5 separate regions of the Sus scrofa genome follow, and regions 1, 3, 4 and 5 are each linked to region 2. Evidence: chromatin contacts called from public Hi-C, HiChIP or PLAC-seq and promoter capture Hi-C data. All regions are on one chromosome and are shown on one strand. Each heading gives the region's core, a stretch centred on a gene start, on an enhancer-like site or on the middle of the called end of the contact. The rest is flanking DNA. Distances are from core to core; before and after follow the strand shown. Region 1 overlaps DNAH2 (dynein heavy chain 2, axonemal). Region 2 holds the start of BORCS6 (BLOC-1-related complex subunit 6). Region 3 holds the start of WRAP53 (telomerase Cajal body protein 1). Region 4 holds the start of NAA38 (N-alpha-acetyltransferase 38, NatC auxiliary subunit). Region 5 holds the start of FXR2 (fragile X mental retardation syndrome-related protein 2).

What was found. Promoter capture Hi-C pulls out the DNA fragments that hold promoters and counts their contacts. A called contact is a pair of places that touch in the nucleus more often than the background predicts. HiChIP or PLAC-seq counts read pairs in DNA pulled down with a chosen protein or histone mark.
Region 1: a Hi-C map of mesenteric adipose tissue shows a contact between it and region 2, with 2.4 times the contacts expected there. The contact joins the enhancer-like site here to the promoter of BORCS6 in region 2. A contact is called at or near these places in 4 of 47 Hi-C or Micro-C datasets (embryonic fibroblasts, epiblast stem cells, mesenteric adipose tissue and 1 more).
Region 3: an H3K27ac HiChIP or PLAC-seq map of skeletal muscle shows a contact between it and region 2, with 3 times the contacts expected there. The contact joins the promoter of WRAP53 here to the promoter of BORCS6 in region 2. A contact is called at or near these places in 1 of 47 Hi-C or Micro-C datasets (liver) and 2 of 2 datasets of contacts at active chromatin or transcription factors (alveolar macrophages and skeletal muscle).
Region 4: a contact with region 2 is called in a Hi-C map of liver, with 2.0 times the contacts expected there. The contact joins the promoter of NAA38 here to the promoter of BORCS6 in region 2. A contact is called at or near these places in 3 of 47 Hi-C or Micro-C datasets (fetal liver, liver and omental adipose tissue).
Region 5: a promoter capture Hi-C map of liver shows a contact between it and region 2, with 3 times the contacts expected there. The contact joins the promoter of FXR2 here to the promoter of BORCS6 in region 2. A contact is called at or near these places in 1 of 5 promoter capture datasets (liver) and 1 of 47 Hi-C or Micro-C datasets (omental adipose tissue).

What each region holds. Positions count from the first base shown.
Region 1 is chr12:53,019,040-53,022,683 of Sscrofa11.1, forward strand. The region is part of intron 14 of DNAH2 (dynein heavy chain 2, axonemal); the gene reads left to right. Among named protein-coding and RNA genes, the nearest start is that of DNAH2, 39 kb to the left of the region's middle. Within about 2 kb of position 1,567, at least 8 of the 83 cell types and tissues checked have an H3K27ac peak or open chromatin away from gene starts, as enhancers often do. A contact at or near this core is called in mesenteric adipose tissue and retroperitoneal adipose tissue, where this site is marked.
Region 2 is chr12:53,404,748-53,408,060 of Sscrofa11.1, forward strand. BORCS6 (BLOC-1-related complex subunit 6) reads right to left here and starts at 2,005. Exons shown (of 3, transcript XM_021067862.1): 1 at 1-2,005. The coding sequence starts at 1,364. The coding sequence ends at 300.
Region 3 is chr12:52,952,765-52,956,047 of Sscrofa11.1, forward strand. WRAP53 (telomerase Cajal body protein 1) reads left to right here and starts at 1,910. Exons shown (of 10, transcript XM_003131944.4): 1 at 1,910-2,649; 2 at 2,797-2,895; 3 at 3,002-3,113. The coding sequence starts at 2,246. It overlaps TP53 (tumor protein p53), which reads right to left and starts at 1,022. Exons shown (of 11, transcript NM_213824.3): 1 at 911-1,022.
Region 4 is chr12:53,110,568-53,113,856 of Sscrofa11.1, forward strand. It overlaps NAA38 (N-alpha-acetyltransferase 38, NatC auxiliary subunit), which reads right to left and starts at 1,920. Exons shown (of 4, transcript XM_013990020.1): 1 at 1,881-1,920; 2 at 1,376-1,712; 3 at 1,002-1,185; 4 at 682-841. The coding sequence starts at 1,456. The coding sequence ends at 729. It overlaps TMEM88 (transmembrane protein 88), which reads left to right. Exons shown (of 2, transcript XM_003131950.4): 2 at 1-81.
Region 5 is chr12:52,901,871-52,905,144 of Sscrofa11.1, forward strand. FXR2 (fragile X mental retardation syndrome-related protein 2) reads right to left here and starts at 1,387. Exons shown (of 17, transcript XM_003131974.5): 1 at 1,166-1,387.

The sequences.
Region 1 (3,644 bases), core at 317-2,816, 390 kb before region 2:
TTTTATGGATGCACCTATGGCATGTGGAAGTTCCTGGGCTAGGGGTTTAATCAGAGCTGCAGCTACTAGCCCACACCACATCCACAGCAATGCCGTATCTGAGCTGCCTCTGCAACCTTTATCACAGCTTTCGGCAACGCCAGATCCTTAACCCACTGAGCAAGGTCAGGGATCGAAACCGCATCCTCACAGACCTCATGTCCTGTTCTTAACCTGCTGAGCCACAGCGGGAACTCCAGCAATGGCTCCTTTGTTTTATTTTTATTTTTTGATTTTTAGGGCTGCACCTGTGGCATATGGAAGTTCCCAGGCTAGGGGTCTAATTGGCGCTACAGCTGCTGGCCTATGCCACAGCCACAGCAACATGGGATCTGAGCCTCGTGTTCAACTTACACCACAGCTCACATCAATGCTGGATCCTTAACCCATTGAGCGAGGCCAGGGATCGAACCGGCCACCTCATAGTTCCTAGTCGGATTTGTTTCTGCTGATGCCTGGGAACTTCAGCAATGGCTCCTTTAGGTGGACCACACACTTTGTCACTCAACAGGAGGCCAAACCTCAGTTGCCATTTATCATTGAACGACACTTGCCGGAGAGATTGCAATTCTTGAACTTTGCTTATGGTGATAAAAAAGTTACTGGTTGGCTGTTGGAAAGTCAGGCTGAGGGAGGACGAGCAGTTCTGGCTCAGGCAGTGGAGCGGTGTCCTCAGCTTCCGGAAGAGCTGAAGCTGTGCAGTGGGTGAGGTCACCCAGGGCCAGTGTGTTGGGTGTGAAAAACCTTGAGGGGCCCCCACATCAGGGGGCTGCATGGGAAGCAGATGCTTTGCTGGGTCTCCAGCACCCGGCGGCACGCGATCTCCAAAGGGGTCCTGGGGGAAAGGCAGTGCTGACAAGAGGGGGTTCAGGAGCCAGGGGGAGAGTGTCCCAGGAGGGCAGGGGGAGGCCACGGGGATGCTAAGACCCGCGGAGAGATCCGAGGATAAGGCCAGGGAGGTCCTCGGGGTTAGCTGCAAGTCCCCACGAGGTCCCGGCCAGCTTGATGAACGCAGATTTAGAGGGAGGGTGGGAGCCAGCTCTCAGGGACTGAAGAATGGGAGGAAAGGAAAGGGAGGGGATTCAGGAGGAAGAGTCTTTGCAGCAGGTAGGCTGTGTAAGGGGCACAGAGTGTGGTACTGTTGCCAAAACCTGGCCTCTGTCCATAGGTGCCGAAACGCGGAGACAGAGTTTTGGGTGAAGGAAAAAAAAATAGCTTTTTTTTGCTCTGCCATGCAAAGGAGGCCACAGCAAGACTCTGCCTTCTTTTGGGAAAGAATTGCAGGGAGTTTTATAGTGTAACAGGAGAAAAACAGGGTTTCAGATAAGAATCAGGATTGGGGCAGACATGCGCTCTTTTTTTTTTTAGCGAATCTTCCTCACGAAGCTGGGGTCAGGAGATCCCGACAGGATCCTGGGGGTGGTCTTCTGGGTTATCGCCTAGAGTAGCAGTACTTGCGAAAAGGGCATATTGATCAGAGACTAGAACAAACTAGGAAAGCTCCTGAAAAACATCTTGTGCTAATCATCTTGAACTCACAGGCAGTTGTGCGCAGGGTGTCTAATCGTTAGCTGCCAGGTGACTGCGTTTCGGGTGCAATCGAACGAGGGAGGGAGGAGCACAGGAGGGGCTCCAACCTGTTCAGGTTTAAAGTTCTCATTTCTAAAAGAAGCATCAGGCGTATAAGTTGTAGGTGTGTGAGGTGCCTACGTCATTGTGTGTATCCCTTGAGAGGGACCCAGGATCCTGCCCCCAGGCTGCGCTGTTGTTGCTAGACTGTTCCTGGTCTCTGCTTCCCCTCCCTCCCCTGATCAGCAGCTGTCGGAACCTGCCCCTAAGGACCAAGGGAAGGCCATGGAGGCAAAAGGAGACCCATTTCCTAAAAACAGGAAATGAGGGGCACAGAAAGGGTTTTGTGCTCAGGAGCCCCACGGGGCCCTGCTCAGGTTGCAGTACCTGTGGAAGGATAGGGGTTGAGGGGAAGGCTGGGTTTTGTTTTTTAAGACTGTAGAAACGTGGCTTATTTAAATGTTGATGGGAAGGAACTGGTAGGTTTGAAGGTGCCGTGGAGCTGGAGAAGATGGGATCGGAGAAAGCCGGGGAGCCAGGTCAGATCCCAGAGCCCAGGAGGAGGGCTGCTGTTGTTGTAAATGGGAGCCCTCGCAGGGCGGACAGCGGCAGGTGTTGCTAAGTTTCAGTGAAGGGGCACGTGGGGTTCCCACCTCGGGGTTCTCCGCTGGGGGAGGTGGGGCTTTCTGCAGAGAGGGGGCGGGGCAGGCCAGGCTCGTGAAAGCAAGGACTCTGCAGGCTGTCACTGCGAGAACAGGAGGGACAGCAGGTTGGGGAAACCCCAGGGATGCAGCCCAGAGAGGCCAGCCGGGACCGGAGAACCTGAACGAGCAGCGTGCTGCTCTGTGGGGTTGCGTGCTCTCCTCCAGCCCTGCTCCGCCCGTGGATTGAGCCAGGGTGGGGGACTTGCCCGGTGGCTTAGACTAAGGAATGGGGCAAAAGAGTGAGGATTGGCAAGCAAGCGAGCAGTGGCAGTGGAGGAGGAGGTCAGTTGGGAGGATTTGAGTGCAGGTGCTGGAATGCAGGGAGGAAGCTGGGCCAGGAGAGGGGCCGTCTGTGTGATTATCTCAGAGGTGGTCAAACATGAGTTCCAGCCAGGATGTGACCGCTGAAGGTGGTGGTTGGGGCGGCGGCAGGGAGCAGGAGAAGGTCGTGGGTGTGAGGTGGCAAGGGACACAGAATGAGGTCCACAAAGGCAATTTCAAATTTTCTGGTTTTGCTAAAAAAAAAAAAAAAAAAAAGGAGTTCCCACTGTGGTGCAGTTGCTTAAGAATTTGACTGCAGTGCTTGGGTCACAGCGGAGGGAGGCATGGGTTCCATCCCTAGCCTGGCACAATGGGTTAAAGGATCCAGTGTTGCCCCAGCTGAGGCTTGAATTCAATCCCTGGCCCAGGGAAACTTCCTTATGCCAAGGGTGTAGCCATACAAAAAAAAAATTCTGGTTTTGGAGTTCCCTGGTGGCTCAGGGGGTTAAGAATTTGGTGTTGTTGCTTCCATGGCATGAGTTGGATCCCTGGCCTGGGAACTTCCCCATGCTGCGAGTGTGGCCAAAAAAATAAAATAAAATAAAACTTTCTGGGTTTGCATTTAATGAAGGAAAAAGAAACAGGTGAAATTAATTTTAGTATTCAAACCAATGTGCCCCAAATATTATCATGCCAACAGGTAATCAATGTGAAAAATTATCCATGGGGAGTTTTTTTTTTTTTTTTTTGGTCTTTTTTTTGTTGTTGTTGCTATTTCTTGGGCCGCTCCCGTGGCATATGGAGGTTCCCAGGCTAGGGGTCTAATCGGAGCTGTAGCCAGTGGCCTACGCCAGAGCCACAGCAACGCGGGATCCGAGCTGCGTCTGCGACCTACACCACAGCTAACGACAACGCCGGATCGTTAACCCACTGAGCAAGGCCAGGGACTGAACCCGCAACCTCATGGTTCCTAGTCGGATTCGTTAACCACTGCGCCACGACGGGAATTCCTATCATTATTATTTTTTAATAGTTATTTCTCCTACTGTACAGCATGGTGACCCAGTTACA
Region 2 (3,313 bases), core at 755-3,254:
CCCCGGTTTCCCAGAGATAGTGCTCTAACTAGGGCAGAGAGTTAGGAGAACAAGGTAGCTGCAGAGAGCCAACTGAATAGAAGCAGAGCATCACCTCCTCCCACCAGAAGGGCCTTTAGAACTTCCCATATACACCTGCATAAGGTCTAGCGAGTGGTCGCGGGCCGGCTAAACGTTATCTGGAAAAGCTTCCAATGCATAGGCCTCCCCTCAGTGGGCAGGTTCCCACCAAGGCTCCTTGAAGAGTCCTTAAGATCCTGCTGATACCTGGCCTTGCCAGGCCGCTCCCGCCCTCCTGGTCACTTGCACAGGGCCTCCAAAACCTCCAGAGTGCGTCGGATATCCCGGACTTGGCGTGCCAGCCCCTGAACCGGCTGCAGAGCTCGCTCCAGCTCCTCACAGCGCGCCAGCAGGGTGTACATGCCCTTGATGCTCATGTCCACAGCTTCGCCTAAGGAGTCCACGGCATCACGGTAGGTCTGGATGCAGCCCACACTCAGAGCTGTCAGCTCCTGAACCGCACCACCTAACCCGCGAAGCAGACGGTCCACCCTGCCGCCCAGCTCCCGACTCAGCCGCTCCAGGTCCCGCAGCACGTCGGGATCGATGGGAGGGATGGCCGGAGTGGGTGTCGGAGCTGAACAGGGCCGCGCAGGGGCAGGGGGCGGGGGTTGAGGGGCGCCGCTCAGACGGATCTTCAGTTGCAGATTGTTGGCGACAAAGTGGGTGAGGTCGCCATGGCGGCTCACCGTGCCCTCGAGCTCCAGGGGGCTGGAGATGGTGGCGCGCCGCCCGCCGCCCGGGCCATACTCGGCACCCCCTGCGGACCCGGAGCCTCCGCACGCCCCGCTCAGCCCGTCCAGGCTGCGGCTGTCCTGAAGGCGGCTGGAGAACGAACGGCCAGTCCTGCCGGCTGCCGCCTCCTCCTCATCGTCTTCCTTCTCCTGCTCAACATCCATCCCGCCGCCTCCAGGGCTCCCCCGACGGCAGACCCTCTCAGATGCAGGCTTGTCCTCTGGCGGCTCAGGGTTCTTGAGCCGCAAGGACCCATGCGGATCATGCTCGGGACCCGGCGCCCCCAGGCAGCTCTCTGCCCCAGAAGGGGTCCCTCGCCGGCCCAGCTCATCCTCCCGAGGCTCCCGTTCCGGCCGGTGGACGAAGCTGCAGCCCGAAGGCTTTGGGGACGCCCTGGGGTGGCGGCTCGTGCCCTCAACGTTCTCGGCCTCTTCCTCTCCGGACAGCCGGAGGCCTGCGGGCGGCTCAGAGGGCGTTCGGCCCGGGCCGCCGCCGAAGATCGCGGCTTGCTGTTCTCCTAGAGCCAGAAGGTCCGCCTCGGGCCCAGGCCGCCCCCGAGGCGACTCCATACCGCAGTTGGGGGCAGGAACCGAGGAATTGGTTCGCCCCGGCTGGGAAGGCCTTGGCGGCTCCTTTAAGGGGCGTTGTAGAGGCGCGCCGATTGGCCACCGGCTGACAATGGTCAGGACGGAAACAACACTCTGATTGGGCGCGGCGACCAGGAAGTCCCAGAAGGAGCGCTGTTATTGAGCAATCGAACGCACGTGAGAGCCCGCGGGGTGGAGAGTAGGAGGTGACAGCTGCGCTCTTCGCCCAGCCCTTTCAAAAAGTTGAGGGGGCAGATCTTAAAGATGAAGATCCTGAAACGTTAGAGTCCACCGGGGGCGGGGCTCTGGCTTTTTCCGCCCACAGTTGCCAGGCCCACAATTGCCGCTTAACAAACACATCTGGTGAGGACAGGAATCAGGGTTCCTAAGAGAGGTTTTTGGGATGGAAGTAGTATATCCTGCTTGGACAGTCGGGATTGAACCGCGCCTAGTTGATCAGAAAGGATAAAACCAGAATTCTCAACAGAACATGAATGGTTCGTTCCATGGTTCTAGGAAATGAACTGCCCAGAGCGGCTCACAGTGGGCAGAGAAGCGGGCTTAAGCGCTTCTCTTCTCATTTGCCACTCTGTCTTCCCGCCCCTTCCAGGTTTGAGAGTTTCCTCTTGGAGGATGGTGTGTGATTTCACCACTAGGTAAAACATTCAATAAACGAATGAGCCTGAAGGTCAGAGTCCTGGTACCATTCTGATCTCATGTCTTCCCCTACTGCTCCTGCTGGAGCCACACTGGCCTCCTCACTCTTCCTGAGAAGACAGACATGCTGACGTCTCAGGGATTTAGACTTGCTCTTGCAACTACCCCCACCCCAACCACCCTTTTTTTGAGGCTAGGTCTATCAACCAAGAAAAATTTTCATCTTGGATATTCCTCCTTTCCTTCTCTCCTTCGGGTCCTTATTCGAATGCTATCTTTTCAGTGAGGCCTTCCTTACAGTGTTTAAAATTGCAACCACTTTCTCCAGCAATTCATCTTCCTTCCCTGCCTTTTCTTCCTAGCACTTATCACCATCTGGAATACAATATATTTGCTTACTTACTCATGTAAGTTCCAAGAGGGTAAGGCTTTTTGTCTCTTTTGTTCTCATTTGTAGCCCCAGTGCTTAGGACAGTGCCTAGCATATAGTAGGTGCTCAATAAATATTTATTAAGTAAATGACCCCAAGCCATTAATTTCTCCTTTTTGGCCTGAACTCATTCAAGATGTGTTTGCATCACTTCTCAGGCCAGGGAACCTACACCACAGCAGTGGCCTGACTCAGAGCAGTAACAGCACTCAATCCTTAACCTGCTGAACCACCAGGGAACACCTCTGGCCTCTTCTTATAAGGACACCTATCCCATCATGAGGTCCCCAATCTCATGACCTAAACCTAATTACCTCCAAAGTTCCCACCTCCAAATACCATCACATTGTGGGGTAAGGGTTCAACATGAATTTTAGAAAGCCCAAAACATTCAGTCTGTAACCAGGATCCAGAGTCATTCTTTTGGCCCCTCCCAGGGTATCTGAATCCCAGGGTTTGAGGACTCTTCCACCTCATCAGGCAGAGCCCATCTTCACTACAAAAGCTGGAATACCAAGCAGTCCCTTTCCCAGCTTCCCTGGCACATGGTTTAGGCTCCCACCACCGTCTACTGGACCACTTCTGCAGTGGAATGCTTCCTGGCTGTGTAAAACCCAAGCCTAGTTCTCCTAGAGATTCTGTGAATTACCCAGCATGCTGAAAATAAGGTCTATTTGTGCTTAAATGAACTTGAATTGTTTTCTGTTGCATGCAACCAGAAATCCTAGCTGATACACTCCCCCACTTTCCAGAAGGGAAGAAAGGACTAGCTTCCATTAGACCTCGCAGAAGAAGGATGCAACTTTCCCAAGAGCCCCAGTTAATCTCCCTCCACATCTCATTG
Region 3 (3,283 bases), core at 660-3,159, 450 kb before region 2:
GAGGGACTGAGGTTTGCATCATAACAAATGCTTTTTCCTTCCCAAAAGCGGTGGCTAAGTAGTCCATGAAGGACAAAAAAAAGGTAGAGGGGGTTAACAGCCCCTTGCAGCAAGCAATAGGAACCAGTTTAAAAGACCTTTTCTCTTTCTACTTCCCTCACATCGGGTGAATAGTGGGCTGTTCCGAAGAAAAGAAACCGGAAATGCTCCTGCGAGTGGCAGAAATGTAAATGCAGAGCCAAACAATAACAGGGCTCCCGGGCCTCTCCGGCCGGGTTACTCCTCCGAGGCTTCGCGGGCAAACCTCTTGTTTAGCATGTCCCATTTCCACAACTGACAGCCTTTAAATGGACTTTCTCCATCCTGAGGCGCTGAAGGCCAGTTGGAAAGTTCACTCAAGAAAGGACAAAGGTCCGGAAGTTAGCACCTTGGACTTCCCGGAGCACTCCGGATAACCACTTCGGAATGGAGTCCAGGGTTCCACTGGGATGCCATACGCACTAAAATCTCGAGCCATAAATCCCCAAAGTTCCAAGATCCCAAAGCCTCGGACCTTGATGCTTTGTGTGTCTTATTAAGGGCTCCCCCACACCGGGTACTGAAATGGGGTGGTGGCGGTGGTGGGGAAGAACCCCTTAGGCAGGCTCAAGTTTTCCCCAAAGCCCCACTACCCGGCGCAGGTGTTCAGCTTTTTAGTTCGGTTGGTCCTAACATCCCTATCATCTACACTCAGGCCTCCCAACATTGCATTCCTCTGTTGATGCCGCTAGAAGAACTTCCATTTCCCCCCCCCCCCCAAATCACTAAATCTTTCGCTCCACCTCCATCCTCCTTTCTTCTGAGCTGAAAATACACAGACCCGAGAGCCCATGACTCATAGAGTATTCATCAGGCTCAGTTAAGAGCTTACCCGAAGCTCAGGAGAGCGTGTCACTGTCCTGGGATGCACGCTCGAGACGGGACGTCAGGTGACCCCGGAGACCAGCAGCTACCTGCGCCAAGGATGGTGGCCCTGGACTTTTGAGGAGCTCAAAACTTTTAGCGCCAGTCCGAGCACATGGGAGGGGAAAATCCCAATCCCAGCAACCATCGCGAGACTCCTGGCACAAAGTCGCCATGACAAGTAAGGGCAAGCAATTACCCTGCGGGCGGTGGCGACGGACGGAGGTGGTGAGGGTGAGGGGAGTCAGGATTCCTGCTGTGTTGGTTTTGTAGCTACTGACAGTTTGCGGTGAAGAAATTCGACAACCCAGATCTGTGAGAACAGAATTGGTGGAAACCATTTTGAAAGACTTGTCCCCGAGTCAGACATGAAGGTGAAAGAAAGACAGCCTTTGCACCTTTTGCCTGGAACTCTGCTCTCCCAGATGGCTGGATAGTTCCTCATTAGCTAAAATGTCAATTTTTAGGAAGACCTTCCTTAATGTTCCAAGCTAACGTATTCTCCTAGTTACGTTGTATCACACTGTCTTGTTTAATTTCCTTCCTAGACCCTATCACGTTTTGAAATAATTTGTTCCTTGCCTTCAATACACAGCAACCTAAGCGTTAGGAGAGCAGAGACCTTGCCTACTATCTTATTCATTCTTGTCTTTTCCAGTACAGTACTGGGTAGCAAAGAAGAGCTCAATGATAAATATTTATTGAATGAATGAAAAGAGACGGAGGTCTGAGGAGTTGAGATGCAAAACAGGTTCAAACCCCGTAAAAACAAATATAGCGCTCGCGCCCTCTGCAGGTGGGGAGGGGAGTAGGTGCTTGAAGAATGATAGCGCGAGGAGCTCAGACACATCTCCCTGACTCAGAAGCTCTCGGACTACAAGTCCCAGCAGGCACTAGGAGATTCAGGACTGGAGGGGAACGGTAACCCGTGACCTGTTACGTCCCTGCCCCGCCCCTCTTGTGGGTCGCCCGCGAAGTCTGATCCGGGATGCGGAGGTCCAATCGAATGGTGGGCCCAAATCCCGCGAGAACAGGTGGCGCGTAGCCACCGACAGGGCTAAGGATCGCCGAGCTCTCCAACATTCCTGTTCGCCCGCCTCGCCTCGCGAGGCCTGGGGGCGGGGGGCTGTTTTCTGTCCTATCCCGGGAGCAGAAAGAAGGCACTGCTGGGTTTCTCCAGTTCTGCGTCCGGATCCGTGCGAACTTACGGCGGTCTCTGCCGTTCCGCAGGCCCGGCAGCTGGTAGCCGGCGGGAAGAGGATTGCCTGGCCGCGGCCAATGTTTGCCGTGCTTCCTCTGCAGTATGAAGACCCCGGAGGCGCCAGTGTTAGCTCCGGACTGCCTTCCTTCAGACCAGGCCCCAGCTGCAGCCCGTCTCTCTCCTCAGGCTTCCTCGATGGATAAAAATACGAACCCTGAACAGACGCCACCGCCACCCGATGGGGATGATGCGCCCCGGATATCCCCGGATCCTGGAGCTGGCTCGGCCGTGTCCCAGGAGCTGGGGGAAGGGGACCCAGCTTCTCTCTCCACTCCGTTGGAAGCTGAGTTTGATACTCCTAGTGAGTTGAGCCCTCGAATCGAGGAGCAAGAACTTTCTGAAAAAGTGAGCCTTCCTGCAGAAGAAACGAACAAGCCAGAGTTGGGGCCGGGAGAAGACATGGAAGATGTGTCTGAGGAACCCGCTCCAGAGGATGAGGGATACACGTAAGTGCTGATGGCAGTTGGCTCAGGAATCTGAGGAGGTTGGAAATGTGAGATATATCTCATCCGCCAGTCCTCAGCCCCACTTCTCCAGGCCCATTTCTCCTTGGCTTTGGCGACCCAGGTTTGTCTTCCCCATCTTCCTTCCAGCACTTGGAACTACAGCTTCTCGCAGCTACCCCGGTTTCTTAGCGGTTCCTGGTCAGAGTTCAGCACCCAACCTGAGAACTTCTTGAAAGGCTGTAAGTGGTAAGTAAGGATGAGGAGGGGGCTCACCTCTGCCACAGGTCTGCTCAGCTCAAGCCCAACACTCGCAAGATACAGGTCTATCCAGGCTTCTCTCTCCTACTCCTAGGGCCCCTGATGGTTCCTGCATCCTGACCAATAGTGCTGATAACGTCCTGCGGATTTATAACCTGCCCCCAGAGCTGTACAGTGAGGGGGAGCAGCTGGAATACGCAGAAATGGTAAGGGTAGGGACTAACTGCCCCTTCCTCAGCCAGGGCACTTTTAAGTCCTGCCTGTAGATGGAGAAAGTACAGTCCACATGTTTCCTGTCACAAACAGGGTATTTTTTCACCGTGAGTTTCCACAGGTAGCATTTTCGGCCGTCAGTTCCGAAGTCATTTAAAGTGAT
Region 4 (3,289 bases), core at 670-3,169, 290 kb before region 2:
AGTATCTGCGGGTGGGGGATGGGGCACGAGGGTGCAGGGTAAGGAGTGATCACACATCAATAAAGAGATAACTGAACGAGATCCTGGGATCCTGTGAACACAGGGGTAGCGCCAATGTTATCACTCTTGCCCTGTGCCCAGGAGCAGGAAACATGGGGGTGGGGGTAGGATGAGGGATGTGTGGCTCTAGCGTGCAGAAGGGAGCATCCTTCGGCCTCCCGGCCTTCCCTTATCGCACTAGCCCGTCCTTCCTGTCCAGACCCCAGAGCCCTTGTCCCTGACCCCAAAGTCACCTCCCCATCAAGAGAGTGGAGGAGGCCCAGCCTGTGTCGCCTGTCCTGCTCCCCTTGGGGATCTGAGCCTGTTCTCTGACCCCAGCTTAGAGGAACTCGGTGTTGCCAGGCCGGGGAGGGAAACAATGGGCCTTCCGGAGCAGGATGACACCACCCCCTCCCGGACCAGCAGCGTGGGAGGGAAGATGGGGCCCACCCTGGGGCCTGTGGGTCTAAGGCTCAGCCTGTCCCCCATCCCCACCCCCGAACCATAAGGGCACCTCTGGCAGCACTAGACGTGGAAGGAGCGCTGAGAGTGCCCCCGACCTCAGATAAACCTCTTCTTCCTCTAGGGGGGAGGTGTGCAATCCTTGCCCCCCGCATCCCAACCACACACAGACACAGGCCATGTCAGTGACAGGTTTAATGAAGTTTGAAAGGCATGCGCGGTCGGGCTCAGAGATAGGGAGGCCCCGCCAGGCTCTCTCTTTGCACCTCAATAGAAACGATGTGGTGTCCAGGTACCATAGCTAGGCCCAGCACACGGGGTTCCCCGGCAGAGAAGGAATCTGGAAAGAAGGATCAGAGCATCAGGGAGGCAGGCCAGCGTCGGTCCCGCCCCTTCTGAGCTACAGCTTCTGGCCCCCGAAAATGAGGGATACAGCCAGGCCCTGAAGGGGAAATGCTCCGAGGCATTCCCAGGCGGGTATGCATTCCCCAGGCACTGACCCGACGGCTTGAGGAACTCCTGCGCCGAGCCTAGGATAACATTGCAGTCGCGGTCGGTGCAGAGGAAGCAACCGACCAGTGTCCGTCCATCTGTCATGCGAATCCGCATAGTCTTGTTGAGCAGCGCCTCCAGCTGCTGCCTAGCGCGCGCAGACGGCGAGTCTTCGCGCTCCCCGTCTGAGTCCTGCGCGGGGCGGGACATGTGCTCAGACCGCACCGCCCCGGCTGCTGCCCGCCCGAGGAACCACAGCTCCCAACAGCCCGCGGGGCGCTCGCAGGAAGCCCAGAGGCTGCCGGGAGCTGCAGTTCTCCCTCCGTCCTCCCACTTTACTCCCCGACGGCCCCTCAATCCCAGAACCCGAGCCCGCGCTAACCCCGGCGCTGGAGCTGCTTTGACGCCGGCTGCAACAGCCATTCTCCTCTCGTAGCAGCATAGTTGGTCCAGCTCCGGCCATTTGTCCGCGGGCCTCCTCCAGGCCCTTCAACTTGCTGAGAACCTTTCGGCTCCGGGGGGTCTGAGATCTCGCGAGCGCTCCCGACCTGTTTTCTTTCGCGAGATCACCTCCCCTCCTCGTCTCCTCGGCAACTGCAGAGATCTCGCGAGCGTCTCCTGCTTCGGCGAACGGCTCGCTGAGGTCTAGGTCGCCGGATGTCCTCAGATATCGCGAGAAGTTTTCACCTCTCTCGGTTCTTACATATCCTTTAGGAACCCTGGAAGGAAGCGAGAATACCTTTTTTCTTAATCGCACTCCCCACTCCCTTGTTTTTCTGCCTCGCGAGATAGTACGTCCCAAGCACTCCCTATAGCCCAGGCCACTCAAAATTAAAACGGAGGGTCTTTTCCTCCCCCCGGAACTCCGGAGGACACCACTCAATTACTTCAACGTCGGAATCGGACCACGTTTCCCGTGAGCCCCACCTCGCCCTCACAGCGTCTGATCTTGACAGACGGTGGCCGGAAAAGGACAATGGTTTCCATGTCAGCGGATAAACGCCCTCTCCTTAGTTCCCGGACGAGAGGGAGGATGCGGTAGTGAGTGCGCGCTGAAAAGCAAGAGCGCAACTGAAGGAGCCGGTGAGAGGGCGAGAGCCATGCTGCGCCGGGGCCTAGTGGCCGGGCCAGACTTTGAGTATTTCCAGCGTCGCTATTTCACGCCGGCCGAGGTGGCCCAACACAACCAGCTGGAAGACCTCTGGGTGTCTTACCTGGGAAACGTGTACGACCTGACGCCGTTGGCACAGGAGTACAAGGGTAAGGGCTGCACTTTTGGGCCGGCGTCGGGCGTGCGTTTGGGGGTGCTTGGTTCTTGGGTGTCTAGCACTGACACGAATGCCCCTTCCCAGGAGACCTGCTGCTGAAACCCATCGTGGAAGTTGCGGGCCAGGACATCAGCCACTGGTTCGACCCAGACACCGGAGACGTGAGTTCTGCTGGAACCTGGGGTTGGGGGGAGGGGCACTGTAGAGCGGGGACGAGGCGGAGGGGCTGACCGGAGCCCGAGATAGTGACTGCTCAGACCCCCCTCCGCCAAACCCTACTTTAAAGATCCGCAAGCACATAGATCCGCTGACCGGTTGCCTGAGATACCGCACCCCCTGGGGCCGCTTTCTGCACGTGCCACCTCAGCTGCCGCGTTCGGACTGGGCCAATGATTTCGGGAAGCCTTGGTGGCAGGGGTCGCGTTACGAGGTGGGGCGGCTGTCCGCCAAGACCCGGACTATCCGCATCATTAACACGCTCACGTCGCAGGAACACACGCTGGAGGTGAGAACTGGTGCCTGGGGGCAGGTGAGAAGGAACTGGGAGTCCCAGCAAACCTCCTCGCAGATCTGCAGGCCAGCAGCTCTCCGTAACTAGTGGCAGCTGTATTTTTTTTCCGCTTTTACGGGTGACCAAGGGAAGAAGACGACCATGTAGGTCCCCGGGGTTAGCAATTCGAGGAGTGGCTGAGCCACAAGGTGTGAGAGACTCCCTCAGAAGTCCAGGGTAGTTTGGGCGTCGTAGTTTGGTCCTCCCAAGTTCATGTTGAATTTTGAACAGCAGTTGCAGGTGGACTCTCTTATTAGCCTGCTCTATTGTGGAGATGAGGTGAGGGGGCAGTGACTTTAGGGCCAACTGTTTATTAGAAGTGGCTGCCCTAAAGGCTGGTAGGATTTGGGGGCCATTCATTGCATGCTGGAGCTCCATCTTTATTTCTGGGACTGTGGAATGCCTTAAGCCACTATCGGCCAAGGGAAGCACTCTGATCCCAGCTCTATCATCTTTGGGGCTCCTGGCCTTTGCTTTG
Region 5 (3,274 bases), core at 137-2,636, 500 kb before region 2:
AAATAACAAGAGTAAGATCAGTCACATAAAGAAAAATGCCTGAGAGGCAATTGGGGTCTCCCTCTGGCTTAATCTAAGTGGGAAAACCCCTCCTACAAAAAAAAAAAAATGGATTCAGAACAGATAAAGAAGGCGATAATAAAAGGAGTTCTAAAAAACCAAATCCCAGGCAACGGAGGGAGCTGAAATAAGTAAACAATGATCTTTTAAAGATAGTCAGCTGCTCCTAAAAAAAAAAAAAAAAAAAAAAAAAAAGGAAAGAAAGAAAAAAAAAGGCTATCAGATTCCCAAATTGGGTGAGTTGGCTAAAAGTCTTCCAGAAGTGGAAAGAAATGCTTTAAATAAACAGAGAATCCTCATGAGAGCCCCTTTTAGAGATCAGGGCTATGAAGCTCACACTCCTTAGGATGAAACTATCCGAAGGATCTAAATGTATCCGAGGTCAAAGTGAGATGACAAACACAAAACCACCCCTAGGGAGAACGGTAGACCAGCTAATCTTGGAATAAAGGGGTGGGGTGAGAGACTTGTGAAAAGATGCCACCTTATGGCTACGAGGCAACTTGACTGGTACAGCCCAGAGTTCCTGAGGTCAAAGATACTAAATGTCATAAACAGATTCTGACCGTTTCTCCTTGGGTTGGGAACAGAAATATAAGATGAAAGTGGGGTGAGTCTTTCAGAGCCAGTAGGCAGAGGCCTCTCCGAGGAAGATGAAAGGATCTAATATGGGACGGCCTTCCCAAGGGGGCAATAGGGGAGAATAAAGAGAATTCTCCATGTGCTAGGACTGTGGGGAAGACGTGATGAAGATCTAAGGTATGTCTTCTACTAGGAGACAGGAAAAGTCAATGAGACGCTGGGTAAATGGGGTCTCTTCTGGGAGGTGGGGGGGGGGCGCTGATCTAAGCACAATTAATACCCTGATGTTCTTTCCTGAGATGCGGGTGAAGGCAGGCGGAATAGACGGGCCAAACATAAGACGAAGGGGTTTAAGTTCCAGAGGTCTCCCCCCCCACCACCCCGAGGGCTGCGGGTGGGAGCAGGTCTAAGGCTCTAAGGGTCGGGGCTTAGCTCCAGAACCTCAATGCCGCCCCACTCTTCCCCGCTCCGGCTGGAGAGAAGGGGCTGAAGACCCGCGTTCCTGGCCGGCGCGCCGCCTCACCTTGTAGAAGGCCCCGTTGGAGCCGCGCACCTCGACGGGCAGTCCCGGCTCCACATCCCCCCCGAGGCCAGGCCGCCCATGGCGCCGCCACCGCCTCCGACTCCCCCGGCGGCGGCTGCAGCAGCGCTCTGAGTACGGGCCGGGCCAGGTCCCCGGCGTCTCCCCGGAGGAGGAGCCGGAGGGGGAGCCGCGGGGGGCGGGAGCCGGGCCGGCCCCACGGCGGCCCTGCCACAGCCAACGAGCAGGGGGCCGGGGCCGGGCCGCTCCCCGTCCGCCGCCGCCGCCTTGGTCTCCGCCACCGTGAGGGAATCGGCCGCCGCCGCCGCTGCCTTCGTCACCTCAGCTTCCGCCCGCCGCCGCCCCCGCTGCTGCCTCAGTCCCGGGACCCGCTGCTGCCGCTGCCGCTCCACGGCCTCCACCTCCCCCTGCCGCCGCCGCCTACTGCGCAGGCGCACCGGGCACCCGCCCGCCGCGCGCGGGCCCCGAGGGCCACGGCGCAGGCGTCAAGGCTGGCGACCCAGCTCGCGCTCGCCAGCGCACCAGGGCTTCCACACTTCTTTTCACTCTCTCGCGCCCCCTCCTGGTCGCGTACTTGCGCTTGCGCAGAACCAGACTGGCTCTCTTTCTCCGTCCCCCCCACCATTCCACCGCCCCCATCTCTTCCTTTCCCCGCCCCACAACACTGAGAGCTAACCAATCATGGGGAGGGAGGGACCGAGCTCACTCAATCGGATTGGATTTCTGCTGCTCCAGGTCAGACCACACCCCCTTCACCACAGTGCACTCCACCGGGCTTGAACAAGTTAGGGATGGGCATGCGCCTGAATGATTGCTTGGTCACTTTCCCCACCTTTGTCTTTCTTGGTGCGCACGCTCCAAATGGGAAAAAAAAAAAAGTCGAAATGCCCCCCCAAAAAAGAGCCTGGTGCGCATGCGCCGGGTTTTACGGTCCACACGCCAGTCTGGACTCTTCTGATCGCCTGTAACTGTGCGATGAGGTTAAAGTCTTCTTGCCTTAAGAAGATTCTGATCATGCATATGATGAAAGGTTAGAAAAGAATTTCAAGGCAGTACCAAAAGGCAAATGCAACTTAGGTTATTAGCACAAGATTTGAATCTAAGTGTTGAGGATATTCAAAATAGGAAATATTAGTACAGAGAAAGGATGGTAGAGGGAAAACTTTGGATTCTTAAACCAAGGTAAGTAAGAAATTTAGGTAGAAGTGAATAAAATAGCCCAGAAACTAGAATCCTGTGTTGTACAATTAATCATTTAACAAATATTTATTTAGCCCTCCCTGTGTTCCAATTACTGTGTTAAGTGGTAAAGATACAAAGACATAACGTCCCCAAAACAAGGATTTTATAACATATTGAGGAAGAGGCAGGCAGTTAAACAAGTTTAAACAAACAAGCGCATGGAGTCCATCTGAAGATGTGATAAAGGAATACAGTGGTGCAGAGGAGCAGAAAGAACATGTCCTTTGGGGAACCACAACTAGTTCAGAGCGTTTGGCTACACCCTGAAGTACTTGTAAATCAGATTATGGAGAATAGCTCTCTTTTATCAAAACTGGGGAGCCACTGAAAGATCTTAAGCAGTAGTATAATATCCTAAGATTTAGGAGTTCCCATCGTGGCTCAGTGGTTAAGGAATCCGACTAGGAACCACGAGGATGAAGGTTCGATCCCTGGCCTCAATCAGTGGGTTAAGGATCTGGTGTTGCCATGAGCTGTGGTGTAGGTCACAGACTTGGCTCGGATCTGGCGTTGCTGTGGCTGTGGCGCAGGCCAGTGGCTACAGCTCTGATTAGACCCCTAGCCTGGGAACCTCTATATGCTGTAGGTGCGGCCCTGAAAAGACCAAAAAAAAAAAAAAAAAAAAGAGTGCCGGAGACAGTAACTAGGGTGGCAGAAATGGTAGATTATCAGCAGTGATTCTGATAAGGAGAGAATTAGAGGAAATCAGTGGGTTTGGACTCAAGCAATTCGAGTGACTGAATTTTTTTTAGAAATGGCAGCATCATCAACTTCCAAGCCTCTGGCTCCAACAGTCCTCTCAGATTTGACTTTTGCTCTTTTCCATCTGCTCTAGTCATTGTTCACTTA